Regions from separate parts of the Mus musculus genome. Here all the other regions are linked to region 5. The links are chromatin contacts, called in public promoter capture Hi-C maps. All regions are on one chromosome and are shown on one strand. Each heading gives the region's core, a stretch centred on a gene start, on an enhancer-like site or on the middle of the called end of the contact. The rest is flanking DNA. Distances are from core to core; before and after follow the strand shown. Region 1 holds the start of Cdk5rap1 (CDK5 regulatory subunit associated protein 1). Region 2 holds the start of Eif2s2 (eukaryotic translation initiation factor 2, subunit 2 (beta)). Region 3 holds the start of Cbfa2t2 (CBFA2/RUNX1 translocation partner 2). Region 4 holds the start of Itch (itchy, E3 ubiquitin protein ligase). Region 5 holds the start of Asxl1 (additional sex combs like 1).

The links. Promoter capture Hi-C pulls out the DNA fragments that hold promoters and counts their contacts.
Region 1: a promoter capture Hi-C map of hippocampal neurons shows a contact between it and region 5, with 2.7 times the contacts expected there. The contact joins the promoter of Cdk5rap1 here to the promoter of Asxl1 in region 5. A contact is called at or near these places in 2 of 39 promoter capture datasets (cranial neural crest and hippocampal neurons).
Region 2: a promoter capture Hi-C map of pre-B cells shows a contact between it and region 5, with 3 times the contacts expected there. The contact joins the promoter of Eif2s2 here to the promoter of Asxl1 in region 5. A contact is called at or near these places in 2 of 39 promoter capture datasets (the C10 cell line and pre-B cells).
Region 3: a contact with region 5 is called in a promoter capture Hi-C map of liver, with 2.1 times the contacts expected there. The contact joins the promoter of Cbfa2t2 here to the promoter of Asxl1 in region 5.
Region 4: a promoter capture Hi-C map of pre-B cells shows a contact between it and region 5, with 3 times the contacts expected there. The contact joins the promoter of Itch here to the promoter of Asxl1 in region 5. A contact is called at or near these places in 1 of 39 promoter capture datasets (pre-B cells) and 1 of 9 other capture datasets (adipose tissue).

What each region holds. Positions count from the first base shown.
Region 1 is chr2:154,371,323-154,374,022 of GRCm38.p6, forward strand. Cdk5rap1 (CDK5 regulatory subunit associated protein 1) reads right to left here and starts at 1,397. Exons shown (of 14, transcript NM_025876.2): 1 at 1,359-1,397.
Region 2 is chr2:154,891,460-154,894,159 of GRCm38.p6, forward strand. It overlaps Eif2s2 (eukaryotic translation initiation factor 2, subunit 2 (beta)), which reads right to left and starts at 1,447. Exons shown (of 9, transcript NM_026030.2): 1 at 1,231-1,447. The coding sequence starts at 1,245.
Region 3 is chr2:154,435,060-154,437,759 of GRCm38.p6, forward strand. Cbfa2t2 (CBFA2/RUNX1 translocation partner 2) reads left to right here and starts at 1,425. Exons shown (of 11, transcript NM_172860.2): 1 at 1,425-1,577. The coding sequence starts at 1,544.
Region 4 is chr2:155,132,189-155,134,888 of GRCm38.p6, forward strand. It overlaps Itch (itchy, E3 ubiquitin protein ligase), which reads left to right and starts at 1,293. Exons shown (of 25, transcript NM_008395.3): 1 at 1,293-1,397.
Region 5 is chr2:153,344,568-153,347,267 of GRCm38.p6, forward strand. It overlaps Asxl1 (additional sex combs like 1), which reads left to right and starts at 1,263. Exons shown (of 13, transcript NM_001039939.2): 1 at 1,263-1,823. The coding sequence starts at 1,767. It overlaps 2500004C02Rik (RIKEN cDNA 2500004C02 gene), which reads right to left and starts at 1,243. Exons shown (of 2, transcript NR_040318.1): 1 at 1,054-1,243.

The sequences.
Region 1 (2,700 bases), core at 147-2,646, 1.0 Mb after region 5:
TGTTTTGACAGGGTTTCTCTGTATAGCTCTGACTGTCCTAGAACTTGCACTGTAGACCAGGCTGGCCTGAAACTCAGAGATCAGCCTGTCTCTGCCTCCTGAGTGCTGAGATTTAAGGTGTGCACCACCACCTCCCTTAAGGTACGTTTTATGATAGTTTACCTTAATCTAAACATGGTAAACCTATATTCCCAGTAACCTGGGAGGCTAAGGCAGGAAGATCATTTGAGCCCAGGACTGCCTGGACAACAGTGAGGGCTCTTAAAATATATTATATCTCTAATTTACAGGTGAAAATAAATAAAGGCGGCTCAGTGACATGGCTTAGTGGATGAAGGCACCTGCCACCAAGCCTGACTCCCTGAAAGCCACACAGTAGAAAGAATTCTTTTCCATAGATTCTTCTATCTCTACACATACACTATGTATGGCACATTCATGTGCATGAGCACAGGAACAAAAACCAAATAAATAAAATGTAATTAAAAAAAAAAACACCAACCTACTCTCTTGTCGGAGAGGAGACTTTTGGTTTGAGTTTTAATTTTTTTCACATTTTTATTTTTATGCATATTATGGTATGTGAACCATCTTAACAGCCCAGGTGTGAGCTTTCAAATCATCTACTTCTGCCCTTTAATTGTTGTGTGACCACGTTTTTACAAGTCAAATTTCCACCTCTGGACTACAAATGTCATATCCATTTTGGAAAAAAAAAAAAAAAAAGTACAATAGGACCTTACCCCTTGCCAGATGTTATAAGAATTACACATTAAAAACTTAGATTGGGGGAGGGGGGGACTTAGAGCAGTGGCTCAGTGGTTAAGAGCACTGACTGCTTTTCCAGAGCCTGAGTTCAATTCCCAGCAACCAAGTGGTGGCTCACAATCATTCACTAGCAGCCCACACTTCATTTCAAAGCATGGACCTTGGCCGGGTTCTGGGCGCGTCTTCATGTATGAGTGTTGGGGTGGGGAACGGTCCTTTCTGACGAACCTGGTGGAAGGATCAAAAGCTTCAAGTTTTTGCACAGCACAGCGCGGAACCACCTACCACATCCAAGCGTGTGAGTGCTAGGCGTGGCGGCGGCAACTGCGTGAGCCCCGTAGCCCCTCTCCGAGGTCTATCAGACCCCATCTCTGCTTCACAGGGCAAATACTAGGGCTTAGAAGGACGCTGTGACTTGGCCAAGAGCCGGCAGCGGGGCTGAGCTACACTCGCAGCGGTCCTACTCAAGGCCTAACACTGCCCAGTGATACCTTCTCCTAGCGCTTCTGGCTTTTCCTGGACGGTGCGAGCCCGCCCTGCGCCACCGCGGGTCACCCGCAGGACACTAAACTCAATCTCAAGCCTCTCACCTCCCACAACTGCAAGGTCCGCGTCCGAAACCGGAAACTGTCGATCTGCGTGGGTTCCCTTCTCAGGAGTCCTCCGCTGCGCGCCTAGGCGTGCAACTTCTGTTCCGCCGTGACTTTCGCCCGCGGTGTTCTAATGGTAGTGTTTCCTGCCGGCTTCGAGTCCCAGGACCCTGGCTTTGAAAAATAAAGCCGTGAGACCTACTACTTCTTTAAATGCTAATACCGCCCCCCACCCCCACCCCACCCCACCCCAAAAAAAAAAGTTAAGTAAAGCTTAAAACCAGGTAGGCGGGCTGGAGAGATGGTTCAGCGGTTAAGAGCACTGAGTGCTCTTCCAGAGGTCTGGAGTTCAATTCCCAGCAACCACATGGTGGCTCACAACCATCTGTAAAGGGATCCGATGGATGCCCTCTTCTGGTGTGTCTGAAGACCGCGACACTGTACTATTATGCATAATAAATCTTTTTTAATTAGAAAAACAAACAAACAAACAAACAGGTGGGCAGTCTCAGAGTCTGTATCTGCCCTTGCCCCAAGAGAGTAAGGGATTCTTAGGGGTGTTCTGCCCCCTGGAAAATAGGAGCTCTGACTTCTCCTCAAGCCTGTCACCCGTTAGCTCCCTCCTGCCATATGTACTTTCCTTCCCTCTCCTCACCAGACCCTTTAAGAAAAGGGCCACCATGGGGCTGGTGAGATGGCTCAGCATGTAGGACACTTGCTGTTTGACGACCTGGGGTCTAATCCCCAGAACCCACAAGGTGAAGGGAGAACTGGCTCCCACAAGCCCTCTGAACTTCACAGATAGGCCATGGGACATGCAACATCTCTCTCTCTCTCTCTCTCTCTCTCTCTCTCTCTCTCACACACACACACACACACACACACACAGACGTCTCAGGACGCTGTAGCACACTTCGGTGTTCTCAGGAGGCAAAGGCAGGCTAATTCGAAGCCAGAAAGAGCTACATAGTAAAATTTCGTAGATGATGGATAGACAGACAGACAGGCAGACAGACAGATGGAATAGAATAAATGTAAAAAAAAATAGAAAAGAGGCTAACCAGTGGTTTCTGTGGCTAGCTCTGAACGGCCTCGTCTTTCCTGGATCTCCCAGATGGCCCTGAACAGCCTAATTGTTCCTCACTACCTCCTTACCCTACTCCTGTCACATTCCTGCCCTGGCCCTCTCAGCCATTCTCCCTTCCCTGTTGACTCTAGCCAAAATACCTCTTCTCCCCCAGACCGAACCCATAGTCCCTACACTCAAGAAAATGCTGAGAACAGGATTCAGCCAGATCGGAGCCCTGGGGTCAGAACCACCCTATGTAGCATAAGTGTTTTT
Region 2 (2,700 bases), core at 197-2,696, 1.5 Mb after region 5:
TCTATTACTAGCTCAGGCACTTGGAATTTTATTAGAGGCACTGTACAACTCTAAGCTCCAATTGGCTCATCTCTAAAATGGACTTACAGGAATTTATTTTACTGAACCCTGGAAACCAACTTAAACTAGAACTAGTTCCCATGAAACAAATCTCTAATTCCTTAATGTAGTTACCTAAGTCCTCCATAAACTAACCAGCATCTACTTCAACCAAACTAGTGAATACTTCACTTTCTATGCACTTTCTCCCTTCTTGACCATAAACGCCTTGTGATCAGTTTTCTCATTGGTTGAGAAAATTCTGATCATTTCTAGAGCCCATTCAAAAGCCAACTCTGCACAGAACCTTCAACTATTCCTCTTACCCCTCCCCTAGGCCTGTAAGTCAAGTAAGTCACAAATTCTTCGTAAAGTACTTCCTTGGGGCTAGGATTAGGCTTCTAGGCCCAATGCTAAGCAATATCTAAGCCAAGACCACTCTTTTTTCTTTAAAGTCATTTAATGGTATGTGAACTAGGATAAATCTGGAAAAGGCAAAACCCAAAAAGATTTAAAAGAAAAAAAAAAGACACAATAAAACGGGGGACGGGGCTTGAAAAATTCTGAGATCCAAACCCAGTCAGTTTCACAGCCGGACCTTCCTGCTCACCTCGCCTGTAAAGGAAACTTTGGGACTCGGGCCCGAAAACTTTTCTCGAAAGGTGGTCACTTCCTGAGACTTAAAATATCTTCTCCTCTGGCTCTTTGGGTTCCTGTCTTAAGAAATAAGGCCTCGAGCGGGAAACGGGAGCGAGATATCCGCCCGGAAAAGGCAGCCTACAAAGTTTTAACCTCGGTGCTCCACCGGAACCGAGAGGGGCCTCGCAGGGCACCCTGACCCCTCAGCCGTGAGAGCCGAGGCGGCTATGTGTGTGAGGAAAGGAATGCCGGGGCGGCCGGGCAAACTAACTCGGCATTCAACCCCTTTCCGAGAGGACGGCTCAACACGCTCTCCATTCCGAAACGCCGATCACCGTGGGAGACAGGCCTCGCCGCCGCCCTGAGGAGAGCCGAGGGAGACCAAGTCTGAGGATCCAGAGTCCTCGCCGGCTCCACAGCTCCGGGACGCCTAGGCCGGGCTGCTCCACATGGCGGCCGGCTACAGCTAGGCCGCAGGCCCGGCTTCTCACACAGGTGTGGGTTCGGCTTCCTGCCTCAGTCCTTAGCCCTAACTCCAGCTCAGCCTCTCACCTCGTCCCCGGACATGGCTGTAGTTCGAGCGGGTTCGGCAGGGATGAAAAGTCAAACCGGTCGGCTTCACGGCCCGGAGTCAGCGTAGCTCCCACCGATACTTCTCACAGCACCGCACTAGGCTCTTGCATCAGCGAAAGGGAGCGACACCCCGCCCTCCTCTCAAACGTTGGAAGTGCGCCTGCGCAGAGCTCGCCAAAGCGCAGGCGTACAGTAAAGCCAACCTTACGTGCTTCTCGTGGCGCGAGTTATTCGGCGACTCCCCGGCGCCGGGCATACTGGGACTTGTAGTTTGGCTAGAAAAGACCGGCGCTTGTGCGCTTCGGGAGTTTCGAGGGCGTGCACGACTGTTTTAAACATGTCAGGATGTTCGGGTTCTTGTGCTGCTGGTTACCTAAGAGGTTCGAAAAGTGCTGTGTTGCTTGTAAAGTGAATTTGGGGCCATTTTTCAGGTTTAACTTAGTGGAAACCCTAATATGAACCCGTGGAGCTGAGTTCACGCTTTCCCCTAGAATCGGTCTAGTATTCGAGGAATGCACCTCAGTAGAAGCGTTTCACTTCGTGAGAAGTTTAACCTTCTAGCTTTTTACTTCAGAAGATTCTTCCCTGGTTTTCCATAGTTAGACCGAGGAACGAAGCCGTCCTCTGAGGAGAAACAGCCCAGCAAGCTACAGTCTGTCAGGAAGCTTCGAAATAGTCTTAACTAGCTCAATAAAGGGGCTATGTTGAGAAATGTGTAGAGTAGGTAATTAACTTGTTGACGAACTTCATACCATATAAGTAAAGACACTACAACGTCCTAGGCGATATAATCATCTGGGACTATTAATTATGTGTCCTTTTTTGACTAAAGCTTCCTTATATGGTACATGACTCCTTGTTTATGGAGTCTTTGCTAGACAATTCTGGATGTATCATCTATTTTCCCTGGGGAGATACAGCTGCCATTTAGGAAGGCCTCGGAGTATGCGCTTGTAGTTAAAAAACAAAACAACAAAAAAACACCTGTGTTTGTAACCACAGGGAACTGCAAAGCCCCACTGTTTGAAAGAATGCTCAGCTGGGGCGTCAGGTGATCCACTCAGGTGACTGAAGGGACTGCTCAAGTAAGTAGATGCTATCAGGAGATGAGAGTAATTATCAAGTTTTTAATGCTTCTTGCATAAAAAGAATCAAGTGAGGATTAATCTATGATTAGTGAAAAAAAGCCCTCACGTTAGAAGAGATGGGGAAAGTACTTAGTGATTTTTGTAGTTGGCAAAATGTTCTTCTTGATTGATTTTTGTATTCATACCTGATTACTGAGTTTGTCTTTGTTTTGGTCTACTGGAATTACAAAATGGTCTGTCTGAGCTGGGTGTGGTAGCACTTACCATCCTAGCTCTTGAGAAGTAGAGGCATGAATATCAGAATTTCATAACCAGCCTGGACTACATAAGATTTTATCTTTTTAAATTAATCAATTAATTG
Region 3 (2,700 bases), core at 175-2,674, 1.1 Mb after region 5:
ATTACAGGTCTGTGCCACTATGCCAGGCTGGCTTCATTTTAGTTATAGTTCCTGATTTTGAATCTTTGAGAGACAGAATGGCAGAGAACTCATGCTAGGATCAGAGTACTTTCTTGGGTTGCTCGGAGGATTTATGTTTTGAGTTTGCTAACAGAAATAGGTGGACAACCCAGTGGGAGAGACTCTAGCGAATGTGTAGAAAAGGGGAGAAACTGTATTTGGTACTGAGATGGTTAATTGCAGAGTGTATAAAAGCAGCTGTTGAAGACAGGCTAGTGACTCTTGCTTACAATCCCAGCACTTGGGAGGCCACGGGAGGAGGATGTGTGAGAGTTCCAGGCTTTTGTGGCTACACTGTGTGTTCCAGCCCAGCTAGACATACAAAATAGGCCCTTTTCAGAAACAACTTTTTGTGAGGCCTGCTGGTGTTATAGACACAGCTTTGGGAGATAGACTTAGAAGTATAGCTTAAGGTTCAAGGCTAACCTGGTGTAGGTCAGTGAGTTCAGAATAGCCAAATGTACATTATGACATTGTTTCAACAAACCAAAATAAACCTGCACTTAACCAGGCCTGGTAGTTCAGGCCTTTAGTCCCAAGCACTTGGGAGGTAGAGTTAGGTAGATAGATTATCTGTGAGTTCCAGGACAGCTAGAGCTACAAGTGAGACTGTGTCAAAAAACCACCACCAACAACAAAAAAACCCCTGCACATACACGTGCCCCTCCTCACAAACACAGACAAACCCCACAAAGCCCCTTGATCTGATACAGAAATCAGTAATGACAGCTAGTTGTTTTAAACATTTAGATTCCTATAGCCGCAAAAGATGTAGAAATCTGCGAGATAGCTAATTTGGCAAAGATGCTTGCTGTCAAACAAACTTGATGCCCGAAATTTGACCTGCTGGATCCACAGGGTGAAAGGAGAGCCTGCTCCCGACTTGTTCTCTGACATTCACATACATGCGTTGGACTCCCTCAAACATATACACGCACACATATGCAATAAGTCAATGTAAAAACAAATAAGTAAAAGGAGGAAAGAACAATTTTAACACCCAATACAACCGTCAAAGCGTTACAAGGCCTGCACCTGAAACGTCCCTCCCCGAAGCCCCGCCCCGGGACTCCGCCCCCGTTCCTAGGTTGCCGCCCAGGCCACATCCGGAAGTCTGGAGCTCGGAGAAGGGCGGCTCCCTGCGGCCACGCATAGCGCGCGGGAGGCGGGTCGAAGTGCAGGCCGCTCCAGGATAGGACGCAGCCTGGCGCGGAAGGGGCGGGCCAGGTCAGGAGGCGGTGCTTCGCGTGAGCGCCCTCGGGCCCGTCTTCCGCGTGCGTTGGTCTGCGCGCGGGAGCGCGCGGCGGGGGCGTGCCGGGGCTGTCTGGGGGCGGGGCGGCGCGCGGCCTAACGGCGGCGGCGGCAGCGGCGGCGGCGGCGCTGGTGCGGGCGAGTTCGGCGGGTGCAGGTCCCGGCCTGCGCCTGCGGAGGGCTCAGGCAGAGGGTCGAAGCGAGCGGCGCTCGCGACAGACTGCGCTCCGCGATGGTGGGCGTCCCTGGAGCGGCCGCCTTCCAACGTAAGTGGGGCGGGAAGGCGGACGGCTGAGGGGTGTGTGTTGAGGGGCCTGCTGCTCCATAGGCGGGAGGCTTTGCAGAGGCCCCCCGGCGGGAGGCCTGGGCAGGGAAACTGAGGCCGGGATTGGGGCACTGGATCCAAGGTCATGCGGCTCCCCGGCCTTCCGGGGCCCTCGGGGCTATCCCGGCGCTTCCTGTGGGGCTCGCGGCTCCGGGTGCTGAGCAGGACTGTGTGGAGCGGCCTTGGAGCTCAGGCCTGGCGGGCGCCCTATGGACTGTCCGCGAGAGAAGTATTGTTTTGTTTTCGCGGCATCGGGGCTGAAAGTCCGGTCCCGGGAAACACGCCGGAATTGGAGCGACGAGTGGTAGATGTTGGAGGATGCCGGGCTGATATTCCGGAGGGCCCTGTTGAATGTAGGCTCTGGGGTCGGACTGCTTTGGGTTCATGTCCTGGCTCCCTCGCGAGTAGGCTGTGACCTTGGCGCTCCAAAAGTCTCAGTTGCTCGATCTGAAAAATGGGTTGTGAGGAACGTACTCTGAATGCTCTGTAGTAGGGTTTAGTGAATCCAGTAAAATCCCCTGAACACACAGTTGCACATCATACTCAAGTGTGAAAACTCACTATCGTAATCACAGTTTGTTATGTGTGTTCCTCGGAAAAGTCCGAAGTTGGCGTCTGGTTGTGTTTTGTTAGTTTGTTTAATATTGTCTTTGACTAGTCCTACTATGTGACTCAGTTGTGTTTTTATTCTTACCTCCATTTCGCTATCCCATTTACAGACGTTCTTCCTAGAATTGTAAGATCCTTGGAGGAGGGATGGCATCGTTTAATAAGAACAATAAAAATTTAATTGTCATTAAAATAGCAGTAATAGCCAACATTACTTGAGCACCAGGCAATTTGCATTCGATTCATTTAATATTTATTAAATCATCTAAATACAAATTATCACTCTAAGTCCAGAGACTATGGCAACAAACTTGACAGACTAGATTCTGAATTTGAGTTTAAGAGAGGGACTCGTGCTTTGTGGATATTTCTTTGTCTATGCCAGGTGACAGTCTAAAAACAGGTATTTGAGGCACGTTGGAGGCTGAGTTTGAGGTCAGCCTGATCTATACAGG
Region 4 (2,700 bases), core at 43-2,542, 1.8 Mb after region 5:
GGGGATAAAATCTTGGGCCTCATCAATGCTATGTAAGTATCTACTAGTGAGTTACATCTTGAGCCAACTCTTACAGCTTAATCCCTAATGTGGCAAACATTGGCTGGAAGTGCAGAAGAACTTTTAAATACTTAAACACACCAAACCAAAACTAAAAAACAAAAACAAAATCCCAAAAACCCAAACCCAGGGTTTCACCACGTAACCTCGGTTGGTCTAGAACTCTCAAGATATTTGGACATGGCTAGCCTTGAACCCACAGAGATCCATTTGTCTCTGTCTTCTAATGGAACCTGAAGCTTGCTGTGTGGTCTAGGGCGTTGACTAGGGAGCTCCTATGTCTGCCCACCACTGTTAGGGGTCCGTTGGTGCCAGCTTTTATATGAATGCTGGGGTTTCAAACATCCTTGTGCTTGCATGGCAAGAGCCTTTACCCACTGAACCATCCTCCCAACTCAGAATCTTTTTTGTTTAATAAACTCAGCACATAATTCATAATATGGTAGTTTCAAAGGTATTTCGAAAAGTTTAAGTGACTTTCTAGATAGTTTCCTTACGAGGAAACAGGATAAACAATAATAGCAAAGTTTGCTAATTATCACGTGCCTCTATTATTACCACTGCACAGCCTATTAATTCGGTAGGATTAGATGTGTTTTGCCTGGGTTAAGAAGTTTAATTTAAGCATCTGAAAAGGTAACCAATGGCATCTTTCACATAGTTTTGTTGTAAACGTTTAGAAGTATGCTTTTCAGTTTTTATAACTCATGCCGCCTTGGCGCTGTCAAGCTGTCACCCTCCTAAGAACTTCCTGTCAAAAGGTGGAGAAAGGAGAATTTGAACCCAAACAGTGTAACTCCAGAAGGATAGAACCGGCACAGTGCTTCATAAATTGTGATTCCTGCTGTTAGGAGTATCAGGAGAGAACTTGATAAAAATGCAGATTATAAAGCAACCCCTATTCCATCCCAGATCTACTGAGTCAGAAACTGGCGGTGGAGCTCAGCAGTCTGTTTTTAAAAGCTGTTCAAGTGATTCTGAGACACGCTAGCATTTGGTAACAGTCTTTAGAGGTCCTGGCGGGGAAGAAGGGGTCAAAAGGAAGGAACGAAAGAAGAAAGGAAAGAAGGGAGAAAGGAAAGGAGAAAGGAAGGAAGAAAAGAAAAAAGCCTTGGAGATGTAGAGAGCAAGGCTTAGTGTCCACTTCACCTGGAGGTGAGGAAAAATGATTTAGGAGGCTGGCGCGCAAGGCCTGCTGGGGCCTGTAGTCCGGACTGCGCCGAGGAGGCCGCGCCTGCGCACTAGGTGTGAAGTAGCTCTAGTCGCTGTAGTCGGGGCTCGGGACCGGCTGCCATCTTAGCGGAGGGACTGAGGAGTCGTCGCCGCCCCGAGTCCCGGTAAACACGCGCAGGCAGACTGGGGTCATTTCTGTGGCTTGGAGGGAGTTTGGATGAAAAGGCATGGGGAATGCGAAGGGTAGAGGAGTGTGGCGCTCGAGTCTGGACCTAGAGCCGGGGCTGCTCTTCCCGCAGCCGGTGTCCGTGGGGGGCGCCCGGAGAGCCGGCTGGTGGCCCGAGCCGAGTGGCGGGTGGGTCAGCAGGTCGAGCCGAACTGCTAGTGCTTGGCCTAGGCGTCCGGAGCCTGTAGGCCCGCGAGCCCCAAGTTGGGAGAGAGCCGAGCCGCGGCGGACGTGGGCAGGGTCCAGCCCCGCGCCCCGCTGCCGCGCCCGGGGGTTCCTCTCCCGCGGCCCGGCCTACGCGCGGGGCCCGGTGGCAGCGGCCCGCCCGCGCGACGTGGCCCTTTGAGGGGCGGCGGCCGGGCCCACCTGCCACCTGGCAGGCTCCCCCCGAGACTTTTCCAAGCTCCCACTCGCAGAGGACCTTCCCCAGTGACTGCTTCCCCTTCTGTCTTGTACTTCCCTCCTCCCTCCATTGTCCCCACTCATGGTGGTCCCGGCCCAGGCCGGCGCCACCGACTTTTGCAGACGTGGAGCTGTCACAGCCCTTTCTACCGAGAGCGTACTTTTCTTGAGCAAAGAAAAAAGTAGAGGTGAGCGCATTTGAAAGGTGGAAGCCCAATGAGGGCAGGACTTTTAAATAGAAGACTTGAGTTTTGAGACATAGTTCCCGGCTGCAACTTCAAGAGAGAAAAAAAATATATAAGGGTCAGTGCACCCGAAGTAGGCATTGGGCCTAAAGTTAGAGATGTGACCAGGTGACTTGCAAAGTACCCCAAATTCACAGTTCCCCACTCGCTTGTTTTCTTGGCTGTGTTAGAATCCTAATCCTGTTGAGACTTCTGTTCCTCTTTAAGCTGCAGTGAACTTGTTCTAAAGGGGGCAGTGGGGAGAAGAGGGAGGTTTTCTTCTTCACAGTTGACAGAACACCATCTAGCCACCCATCATCATTCTCTTAAGTGGGTGGTTCTCCTGTATCCTTATCTTAAGAAAGTAGGTAAAGGCTGTGTATGTTCACTCCCAGGATTGGCAGAGGGCTTGGTTCTCATCTGAAATAAAGTCTTTTGGGGGCAAGTTTGAGATTCAGCCTTGTGTATCACAGGGTTACCTAAGGCTTAATTTTGCAGGTTTAAAAAAGATTGAAATTTTCTTTTGAACAGTGAATATACTTTGTATGTGTGAGTTCAGGAATTCAAACTTCAGATGTCAACAAGGATATATATACTATGAATCCAAAAGCAAGT
Region 5 (2,700 bases), core at 13-2,512:
CTGCTGGGTGATTTCTTCGTCTCAGCACTGGCTGCCTGTGTACTAACACCACAAGAGTACAGGGTGTTTTTTTACCCACATAAACCTTTCAAAAACTGTAAAACCTGGCCATCAATCCAGTTCAAGACTGTAGAGATGTTTCTGTACTTTGGGCCAACAAACACAGAAAAATAATGTTCTGGGTGCTTCAAACCTTATCATCCTGTCACTGCAATCAAGGAACAGAGGCTCCATTGCCCACTGTGTAGTAATAACAGCTCTCATTTATTCTACAGCAGAAGCCAAATTACATGAGCCTAATATCAGGATCTTCCACATTCTCTCCCATCTTCTAGATACTTCATGCTAATTTGTACCCCATCAAGGTTGTGGGATACTATGCTAACATTGATCAAACAGGCTCAGCGGGGTTAGGAGTAGTCAAGGAGTCACAACTAGGATTCTAAATCTAGGTTGGCTGACATTAGGACTTGACCTCTCTCCGGGCAACTGCGTCTAAATATACACTCAGGTGCATTTAGATTTCTGTGGATGGACCTTCAGTGTTTACCTACTATCGGATCATCAAATTCACCTGGCGGCAACGCTGCTGGAAACTGCAGGTGCATTCTCTGCAAACACACAGAGGTATTACAAGAGGAAATGGGTTAATCACCTAAGTCGGTCAATCGTGCAATAACCGTTTTACTGATATGAGTGTCTCTTTGCTTATTACTATGCGCCAGTTGACTCATTTAAGGGTGGGCCAAAAAGAAAAGTCCTGCTTTTTGTCACCCACCAGAAGTCCAGAAGAGAACTGTGTATGCGGTGGGGGATGGTGCAGTGGAAGCAGGGTAGCAGACTACCAACTCCAGATCCGAAACCGCACTGGACCCGCCACCAGAATCAAAAAAAAGCTTTGAACGGGTTAACCGCGCGCGCGGCCAGGGGGGAGTCCAGCCACCGCCCCTTCCCAGCACCACCTCCCAGAAACCCTCAGGCCTCCGCTAGTTCCCGAACCTCGCGAGACCCCGCCCCATCTTTTTCTGACCGACTTCCCGCCCCCTTCTTTACCGTGCTTGGAGCGCAGCGGGGTACGGAAGAAAGTGGGCGGAAAACAGGAGCCCGGGGCACTCCGGGAAATGTGGTCCAAGCACTTGAGGCAGCCATTTTCTTCCGGAGAGGGGTAGGCCAGGAAGCCAGTGAGGACTACAAATCCCAGCCACCCTTTCGGTTTGTTTTTGTTCAAAAAAAAAAAAAAAAAACCCACACTCCCCCTCCTCACTCTTCTCTCTCACACACACGCGGGCACACACATACACACACATACCCACGGCAGACACGCACGCATCCGAGCGTCGAAAGGAAAGCCGCGTCTCGCCATCCGGGCCCGCCCGCCACTAGTTCGCTCTTGGGTTTCCCAGCAGCGCGGGAACGCGGAGGCCGGAGCCGTGACCTCTGACCCCGTGGTTATGCGGAGCCGCCGCATTCCTTAGCCATCGCGGGGCTGCCGCTGCCGCTGCCACCGTGGGCGACTGACGCAGCGCGGGCGCGTGGAGCCGCCGCCGCCCCTCCCCCCAGCGCCACCCTCGCGCCGGGGTCTCGCTCTAGCCAGTCCCGGTGCGCCCGCCCTCTCCGGCCGCACCCGAGCCCTCGCACGCGCCGCCGCCGCCACGCGCCCCCCGCCGCTGCCGCCGCCTCCGCCCCAGCCCCGCGCCGCCACCGCCCCAGTCCGCCCCGCCCGAAGGACCCGCGTGGAGCCGCCACCGCCGCCGCGGAGGAGGAGGATGAAGGACAAACAGAAGAGGAAGAAGGAGCGCACGTGGGCCGAGGCCGCGCGCCTGGTGAGCCGAGCTGCCCGGGGGGCCGCGGCGGGGGGCGTAGGGGGTGGGCTCCGCGCGGCTCCCCGGGCGGGGGAGGGGCGAGGCCCTGCCCACCGCAGCAGGGGGCGGGGCCGCCCGGGTGTGGAGCTCCCGAGGTCCCGGGCCCGAGGAGGCTGGGACGCCTTTTCTCTGCATCCCCCCACCCCTTGAATTCCTGCGGAGGGGCGAGCTGGCAAGCGGCTCCTCCCCCCTCCGAGCGCCCGGGCGCCAGTCTCCCCTCCCCCCACGTTGGCAGCAGCAGCGGGGGGTCCCGGGGAAAGCGCCCGTTTATTCTTCTGCGGGGAGTTAGGTTTCCGGGAAAGGTCGGAAGTGCTTCCCCGGACTTCTTCGTGGGCAGAGGTGTGTGGGTCACTAAGACACCGTAGGGGTGGGAAAAGTGCCCCTGGTTTCAAGGACGCGAGAAGCATTTAGAGCGTTGGCAATTTAAACCAGGTGTGTGTCGGAAAGCAGTCGCTAAGGACCGATGTGAACCCTGAGTAGTGGTTCTCAAACTACTAGAGTGCCCGGTGGGAGCATACCTGGGGACTTTGTTTCAAACATTGGCACTAGGGCTCATTTTAAACACACTGAACTCGAGATTCCTCTGAGAAACAGTACTTTAGGCAGCTGCTTAAGCGATTGTTATGCCGGTGACCCTCGAATATTTAAATCACACTGAGCCCTGTGACTACAATGGGGGGTAGGCAGTTTGCAGAGGAGCAGAATACACTTTGCCAAGAATGTGTATCTGTTTGAGGCTTCCCTTCTGAGGGTTTAGTTAAAAAAAAAAAAAAGTAAATAGGTTTTTGAGCTCGCTACCTGCCCAGAGGATTTGTGGCTTTTCTGTTTCCCAAGCTTC